Linked DNA regions of Mus musculus: region 1 is linked to region 2. A link is a contact called in public HiChIP or PLAC-seq data. All regions are on one chromosome and are shown on one strand. Each heading gives the region's core, a stretch centred on a gene start, on an enhancer-like site or on the middle of the called end of the contact. The rest is flanking DNA. Distances are from core to core; before and after follow the strand shown. Region 1 overlaps Tubgcp3 (tubulin, gamma complex associated protein 3). Region 2 overlaps Arhgef7 (Rho guanine nucleotide exchange factor (GEF7)).

Region 1 (3,358 bases), core at 18-2,517, 870 kb before region 2:
TTTACATTTCAAATGCTATCCCAAAAGTTCCCTATACCCTCCCCCACCCTGCTCCCCAACCCACCCACTCCTGCTTCCTGGCCCTGGCGGTCCCCTGTACTGGGGCATATAAAGTTTGAAAGAGCAAGGGGCCTCTCTTCCCAATGATGGCCGACTAGGCCATCTTCTGCTCCATATGCAGCTAGAGACACAAGCTCTGGGGGTACTGGTTGGTTCATATTGTTGTTCCACCTATAGGGTTGCGGACCCCTTCAGCTCCTTGGGTGCTTTCTCTAGCTCCTTCCTTTCTTGTGCTGCTTTAGCAAGTACAAGGAGACATGTCCTAGCAGAACTGCAGAGAGCCAAAGTCGGGGAAAGTCCCACAGCAGCAGATGAGAACTTCAGCAACTGCCCTTTCACGAGAAGGCCAGCAGGTGGTGGGTGCTTAGCGTAACACCACTGGGAATTCTGCCACCATTGAGAGTGTCTTGCAGAAATGGAGAAAAAAGAGAGAGGTTCCTGTTAAGTAAACCGTGAGAGTTCCCAGCCTGCAGATTCATGAAGAAGCAGGGCCGTGCTGAGGCCTCCGGCAGGTCAGTGGATCTGTCAGCAGTTAAGATAATTTGTGAGGCAAGGCCGTGGTGAGATAGTTCTAACCAGACAGCTACAGAGTCGCCACCAAGCCTTCTCAAACTTAACAAAGTACAACAGGAAGGAACATTTAAGTTCATCTTATGAGGTCATTGTAGTAGCACACGAGACAAATGTGTGACCACTTCTCTTAGGACTGTAGATGTGGAAAGCCCCCAGTTAATACTAGGAAGCAAAATTTAGAATTCCACATATTGAAAACATTGTTATCAAAAGGGGTTTTATCCCAGGAATCACATAGGTGTGGACCATAGTCTACCATCGTGGTTGGCATGATAAGAGTTTAGGGACACAGTCTACTTTGTTGGTAAGAATTGTCTGTTGACATTTAGCACAATTCAGTGTTAAAATACTGTAACCTTCACCAGAAAGGATCTCAAGCTTTGGGACAGCTACTGTCTGTGACTGGTGAGAGGCAGTCCGCCTTGTCTCTGGATGAAGAAGGAGACAACGTTACACTGTTATCTCTCCTTCTCAGCAGTGTGCTCACGCTGGCAAGACAGGAACGGAGAGGAGTCCAATCTGGTAGAAAAACCAGGAAGAAGTACGCTTAGCCCATCCTAGATGACATGATCTTAACAGAAAGAAAGCCCAGTGTGCACTGTATAGAGATAGTCGGGAAGGGGGTGCACCTGCGCATTGCACTAAGTTCTCAGACTAGCGGACTGCCAGGCAGGGACAAAAACCCCTTGTTCCTCTATGCTCAGTAAATGCTGCCAATAGAAAATAAAGAAAGCAGCTATACTCATATCCTGAAATACTTAGGGATGAATTTAGCCAGCGCAGCTCCAGCCCAGTGCCCTTTGAAAACTGTAAAGTGAGTGTTTACCTGGTCCACGACCTTCGTGGTATAAGGAAGCTGACTGGACTCCGCCCTTTGAAGGGCTGTGAGCATTTTAGGCACTAAGCTGGAGTCCGGGTGCTGTTGCAGGGAGGAGCTGTGGGAGCGTCTGCTCTGCTGACAGATCTCATTCCTAGACACTAAGCTGCATGCTAAGGACATCTCCCCTCTGCTCCTGTTGTAGGGCGGGGAGTGCACGGTTGTCTAGCAGTTAATGAGAAATCGGTACAATGACGTTTTATTTTTTTGCCTAGATTCTTTCTGTGATTGACATAATGGTAGAAATTGAAGGACCTTGAGGGGGAATGCATCAATACAGTGCAGGCTCATTGCAATTATACTATGACCTTGGTTTTCCTCTGCCACATGTATATCTCACAGGGGGCATTATACTCTAAAGATGAGCACACCCTTTGTGCTCACCACTAGCTGCTCGTAGACTGATTGCACGCTCCTGTGCCCCAGATGAAACACTGTGTTTGTGACTTCCAAAGATTACTGAATTGTCTGGGAGGTTTTTAATAATTTAAATTAAAATTTCTTATTGTTCACACTGATAGAAACCCAGCTGCAAACTATCAGGATAAATTGGTGTTCTGTCTATATAAACTAGCTCTTGTGGTTAAGTGAATAACAGAGGAATATAATTTATATGCAATTAATCTAAATCTGTTGAATGGCAAGCCAAAGGGCAGTTGTGGCACAGTGAGGTAACCAGGGAGATGCTTATGGTGGGTTTATAGCATTTTCTTGTTTCTCTCAGTATGTGCTGCATGATAGCTGCATGATAACAGTGTCTGTTTCCTCAAACTGCCTTTGTTATATATTTTAAGTTGGAAAGGTAGCATAGAACAAGAGTATAAGTTAGATTAGTTAGTTAGTAACAAATGATCCCTTCTTTCTGGTCACAAGAATGTCAGCATTCAAAAGCTTGGCCTTCAAAAACATGGGTGAGACCTCATTGTAACTGACAGGCATCTCGCAGTGGATTTCTGCAGAACACGTGGTAACCACTCTGAGAGAGTGATGCTATCTAAAACAACAAAACCAGCAAAATGTTTAGCTGGTATCAATTATTAAAGCTTTTCCGAGTTACACATTTGTGCAGTTTAAAGGTTTTGATTGTCTGTGCAGATCTGGCAGAGAGAGTTAGACGTCTGATCATGAGTGAGTATACTGTGTGTGCTTAGTTTCAGCTGTGCTGCGTGTGTGCCACGTCATTCCTCAGCTTTTCTTGGAAGTAAATGATGAGTGTCACTTTCTGACATTAAGTTATTCTTCATCAAGTTCTTATTATAAAGTTTCTTTGAAATCCTGACTAGCTATTACTATGTCCTATATTTGTAAATGTAAACTTGCATCTTGTTTTTCCTGAAAAGATTAGTATTTGTCTTCAAGTTCTTGGAAATCTGTTACACAGTAAGAAACTTTATTTTTAATGGTTACATGATTATTATAGATCATTGTCATATTCACTTGCTTTTTTTTTGACATTTTTCCCAACAACACTGGCTTTATTCATCGATTGTAATATTGTCTATATATACAACTCAAGATAAACCACTGTTAGAATTAATAAATCTAGTAGTTTCTAGCTTACATGCTATTTATTTATTTATGAGGCAAAAATCTTACTATGCAGTCCTGGCTGACCTAGAACTTGCAGAGATATGTCTACTTTCCAGTTACTAGGATTAAAGACCTATATCACCCCAGATTGCCTTTGACATTTAATAGCATATTAGAAGTATAACACATTTCAATCTAAAAGCTTTACCAATAAAAGAATAATATTTTATTTAAGGTAATCAATGATAGAAATAATACAAAATAAAATAAAATGGTAAAAAATACACTGAAAGCTATTTCTGTAATCTGGAAAATGGG
Region 2 (3,821 bases), core at 1,250-3,749:
CCCGTCTGCGACGGAGAAGTGTCAGAAGTCTTACCCAGGTGTAGACCCTGCTAGCTACAATACCAACCTGCCTGTACACACACGGTAATGACCAACTGTTTTCTGCCAGGGTTTTAGGCCTTTTCCACAGGGAAGAAATGTGCCTGGTGTGTAAACCTGGTCAAAAGCTTATCGCTGGGATGGTCATAGCTAAAGGGGAGTTGGGGAAGACAAATGAACTACTCTGTTGTCTTGCTTTACGGACATGATATCAAACTGCCTTCTAAATATGTGTGTACCCAAAGGACAGCGCTCCTCAGCCTTGTTTTAGAGCCTCTGTTTACAGTGAGTGACCACTCACAGGCTCATAACTGGTCATCGTGAATGCTCAGCCCTGAACAGAAGCTCTGCATTCCTCCCAAGGCCCAGGACACTACAGAAGGAGGAGTGCTGTGAAGCACATCGCCTGACATGACATGGCTGTCTACATCCAGGAACTCACAGTAAGCAGCTATGTGTACAAGACTGGGACCATTGACACTCCATAATGGGGGGGTGGGGTTGCATACAGGCCCAGCCCTCCTGGAGGAGTTGTGGGCAGTAATGGCTGCCAGGGGAGGGCAGGTTACAGTACAAGTCACCCCTGCTCATGTGATACTTTGGTCAATGTAAGTCACCCCTGCCCACCTAACTCCCCACTTACACTTATGCAGGCATCCCTAGTTAAACACAGTGGGTCACAGGGCAAAGACATGAAGAAGGCTAGGGACTTGCTGGAAAGACAAGATTCAGTGGGAGGGAAAGGGGAAGAGGGGGTAAACGGGAGGACACAGTCAGAATACACTACATTTATATGTAAATTTGCAAAGAATAAAAATTAGCAATTCTAAGTCATAAGTGATAGAGGTGAGGAACAGATCCTAGTCAGAAGTCTCTGGAGAGGCGTGACAGAGTGAATGAGGCATGACTCCGCTCGCTCGCTCGGACTCCTCAGAACAGGAAAGCTGCTCGCCATCTGAGAACTCACATCTGAACATGGGCTAAACAGGAAATAACAGATTTCAATGCTAAGTGCCTTGGGAAAGTATGAAAGCTAGCATCTAACTGTACGTTAACACAGGCACTGAAGCATTCAGAAGTACCACCAGGTCTATAAGGTAGTTTAAATGCTTAGCAAAATGCAATTTAAACAAACATGTAAAGACTTGCACAGATAAAACTCAATGAGAAGTATCAGTCCTGGACCCAGGGTGTTTTCTATGGTGGCCTTCCACACAGTTTCCCATATAAGAAACACTCCCGGGAGAACAGGTCAGGAAGCTCTCTAGAACCCACTCACCACCCTAACCTTGAGGTAGGGAAACGAAAGCAGCCATTCTCCAGCTACAGGCAGCAGTGAGCAATCTTAAAAGGCCCAATGGCCCTCCCCAGAGACTCAACTTCAAAGTTCACAGCCCTACGATCTACACAACCGTAGGCAGGTAGGCTCAGATCTGTGGGACTATGGCTGGAGAGACGTTGTTTCTCATACCTGCTCTTGGCTACCAAGACTTCCCATCTTCTGTTCTCCTGGGAAGTCAGCTGTTCCCTCCCCGACTGGGTAACAGGTGCCATCCATGCCCTCAGCAAATCAAAGTTCAACAGATGAGCTGGCCAGCTCCAAATACCAAACTCATCAGCTGTTTCCAAGACCTGAGAGTGTGTCTGCAATGCTCCCACACTGAAGCCCAGGAGGGCATGAGCCCCCTTCCCTGTAAGTCCGTCCAGAGGAATAAGAGGATCATTCCCCAGGAAGCAGAGTAGTACAGGCCCCCGGAATCAAAGGCACACCATGGAAGAAGGAACAGTTACGAGAGAAAACACCAATAAAGCCTAATATAAATTTAGGCAGAAATACATATTCTGGGTAATTTTACTTTTAACACATACTCAGTATATATAGACTTCACATCCAAACACAGTGCAAAGGCTTGGGTTTTGTTTTACTTATTCAGTAGGAACCTGTCCTCTGCTGGTTCCCAGAATGCAAAGGGTTCTCAAAGACACAAAGATGCAGGACAAACAGCGTCAAGAGAAGAGAGGAATGTAACATCCAAGCAGACAATGGCCTCTATTTCTGGATCTGTTTTCAAAAGAAATCAGAAAGATGGCTAAAGGACAGCCAGAAAGAAACCTGTTTCACTAGACATAGGAGGGGGCGAGCACCTAATTCAGCGACACGGCATCTACCCAGCTGGTGCAAAGCTCTGGGTCCCATCCCCAGCACTGTGTGAGTAACTGCAGGCAAGATTCCTGCACACAGAGTGCAACAGCAGTCCCTCCCTCTCTCCCACCACTCTCGGCCAGGCCTGTGCATCTCAACCTTCATTCCACAGCCACTCATCTGTCATGACTGTCACTGTTTCATTGTCCACAAGGACTGGGGAGAAAATAAAAGCACAAATGTCAGTGATGCCTTTCCCACTGTCTGGCCAACTGTGAACGGAGGATAAAGCACCCTTGATACAGAACAACTGTAGGCAGGGTAAAGCACACTTCACGTACAGCGTCTGCTCCTCTTCCTGCTCTGGCCCTGGGGCACTGAGACTAAGAAAGGGTTTCCCAGCAAGCTTCCCAGACCCACATGGTCAAATGAGTCAGTCCATACAAGCCACCCAGCTCGCAGCAGGTGACAACCACAGTCTGGCCTGTAACTTGCACTCTCACCTGGCGGCTCAGAGGTACAACCTCGCCATCTCTTCAAAGGGCACATCAGAACCTACCCCAAGCCAGTAACTGCCCAATGTCCACCCACTGGACACCAGGATGGCAGTGTAGAGCTCTTTGTAGACTCCTTCACTTTCACATACAGCCCTTCCCAGGATCCCTCAAGCCTCCCACTGTGAGGACTAATGGAACAACTTGCCCCTGCACAGAACCTGAAATGGCTCTGGGCATTCTTCATCACCCCAGAGCAGAAACATACAGACCAGAGAAAATGGATGCACAGTGTGTGACCCTCAGTCCTGCGGCTGCCCAGGGACCGCCTCAGTTTTTCTTCCCCTAGAACTGAAGGAACATGCAGGGTACCATTCCTACTAGCTCAGCTCAGGGTCCTCTAACTCTGAAACTTCTACCTCGTCTAAGTCTCTAGGAGCTGGGCATCCTTCCACTGAGCTTCGCCATAAGGAAACCAGCACTAAAACCAGGAGTCAGTACCAGCCAGCAGGTGGCACGGAGCCATCTATCAGCCATCTGTCCTCTCAAACTGACCCCCATATGTCAGGACTAAGCTAACAGCACCCATGCAAGTCAGAGTTCACATAGACCATCCGACACAGGGAGGGACACAACGGCTACTATCCTACTACACTTCATCTGCAACAGTTTATGCAGCAAGGCTTTGAAAGGGCCAAACAAAAATTCTGTAGTTCTGAGGATGAAATAAAGATATGTATGGGAGAGAAGAGGAGAGAGACTGAGGTAACACAGACAGGGCACACAACTCAGCCCCTGCTTGTTGGGGATGGTCTAGCGCTATTATGCATTCAAATACTAAATACTGTATCCTAAGATCTGGTTGCCCAAGACAAGCAAATTCACACACACACACACACACACACACACACACACACACACACCAGCTTTTGTTGTGTAAACCTTGCCTGCAAGTTATCCCTGATAGGTTAATTAATAAAAGTTGCTGGTCAGAGAGGTAAGCGGAGCTTCCGTTCCCAGGCTTGGAGTCTCTGGTAGGGCCATGAAGAGAACCAGGAGGAGAAAGGAGGAGCAGCCATGGGGTAGCATGGACCATGGGGTAGCATGGACCATGGGGTAGCATGGACCATGAGCATATGACCATG

Evidence for each region. HiChIP or PLAC-seq counts read pairs in DNA pulled down with a chosen protein or histone mark.
Region 1: a contact with region 2 is called in an H3K27ac HiChIP or PLAC-seq map of oligodendrocyte precursor cells, with 12 times the contacts expected there. The contact joins two enhancer-like sites. A contact is called at or near these places in 3 of 115 datasets of contacts at active chromatin or transcription factors (astrocytes, embryonic stem cells and oligodendrocyte precursor cells).

What each region holds. Positions count from the first base shown.
Region 1 is chr8:12,642,345-12,645,702 of GRCm38.p6, reverse strand. All of the region lies in intron 11 of Tubgcp3 (tubulin, gamma complex associated protein 3), which reads left to right. Among named protein-coding and RNA genes, the nearest start is that of Tubgcp3, 28 kb to the left of the region's middle. Within about 2 kb of position 1,267, at least 11 of the 459 cell types and tissues checked have an H3K27ac peak or open chromatin away from gene starts, as enhancers often do. A contact at or near this core is called in oligodendrocyte precursor cells, where this site is marked.
Region 2 is chr8:11,769,574-11,773,394 of GRCm38.p6, reverse strand. The region is part of intron 2 of Arhgef7 (Rho guanine nucleotide exchange factor (GEF7)); the gene reads right to left. Among named protein-coding and RNA genes, the nearest start is that of Arhgef7, 43 kb to the right of the region's middle. Within about 2 kb of position 2,499, at least 14 of the 459 cell types and tissues checked have an H3K27ac peak or open chromatin away from gene starts, as enhancers often do. A contact at or near this core is called in oligodendrocyte precursor cells, where this site is marked.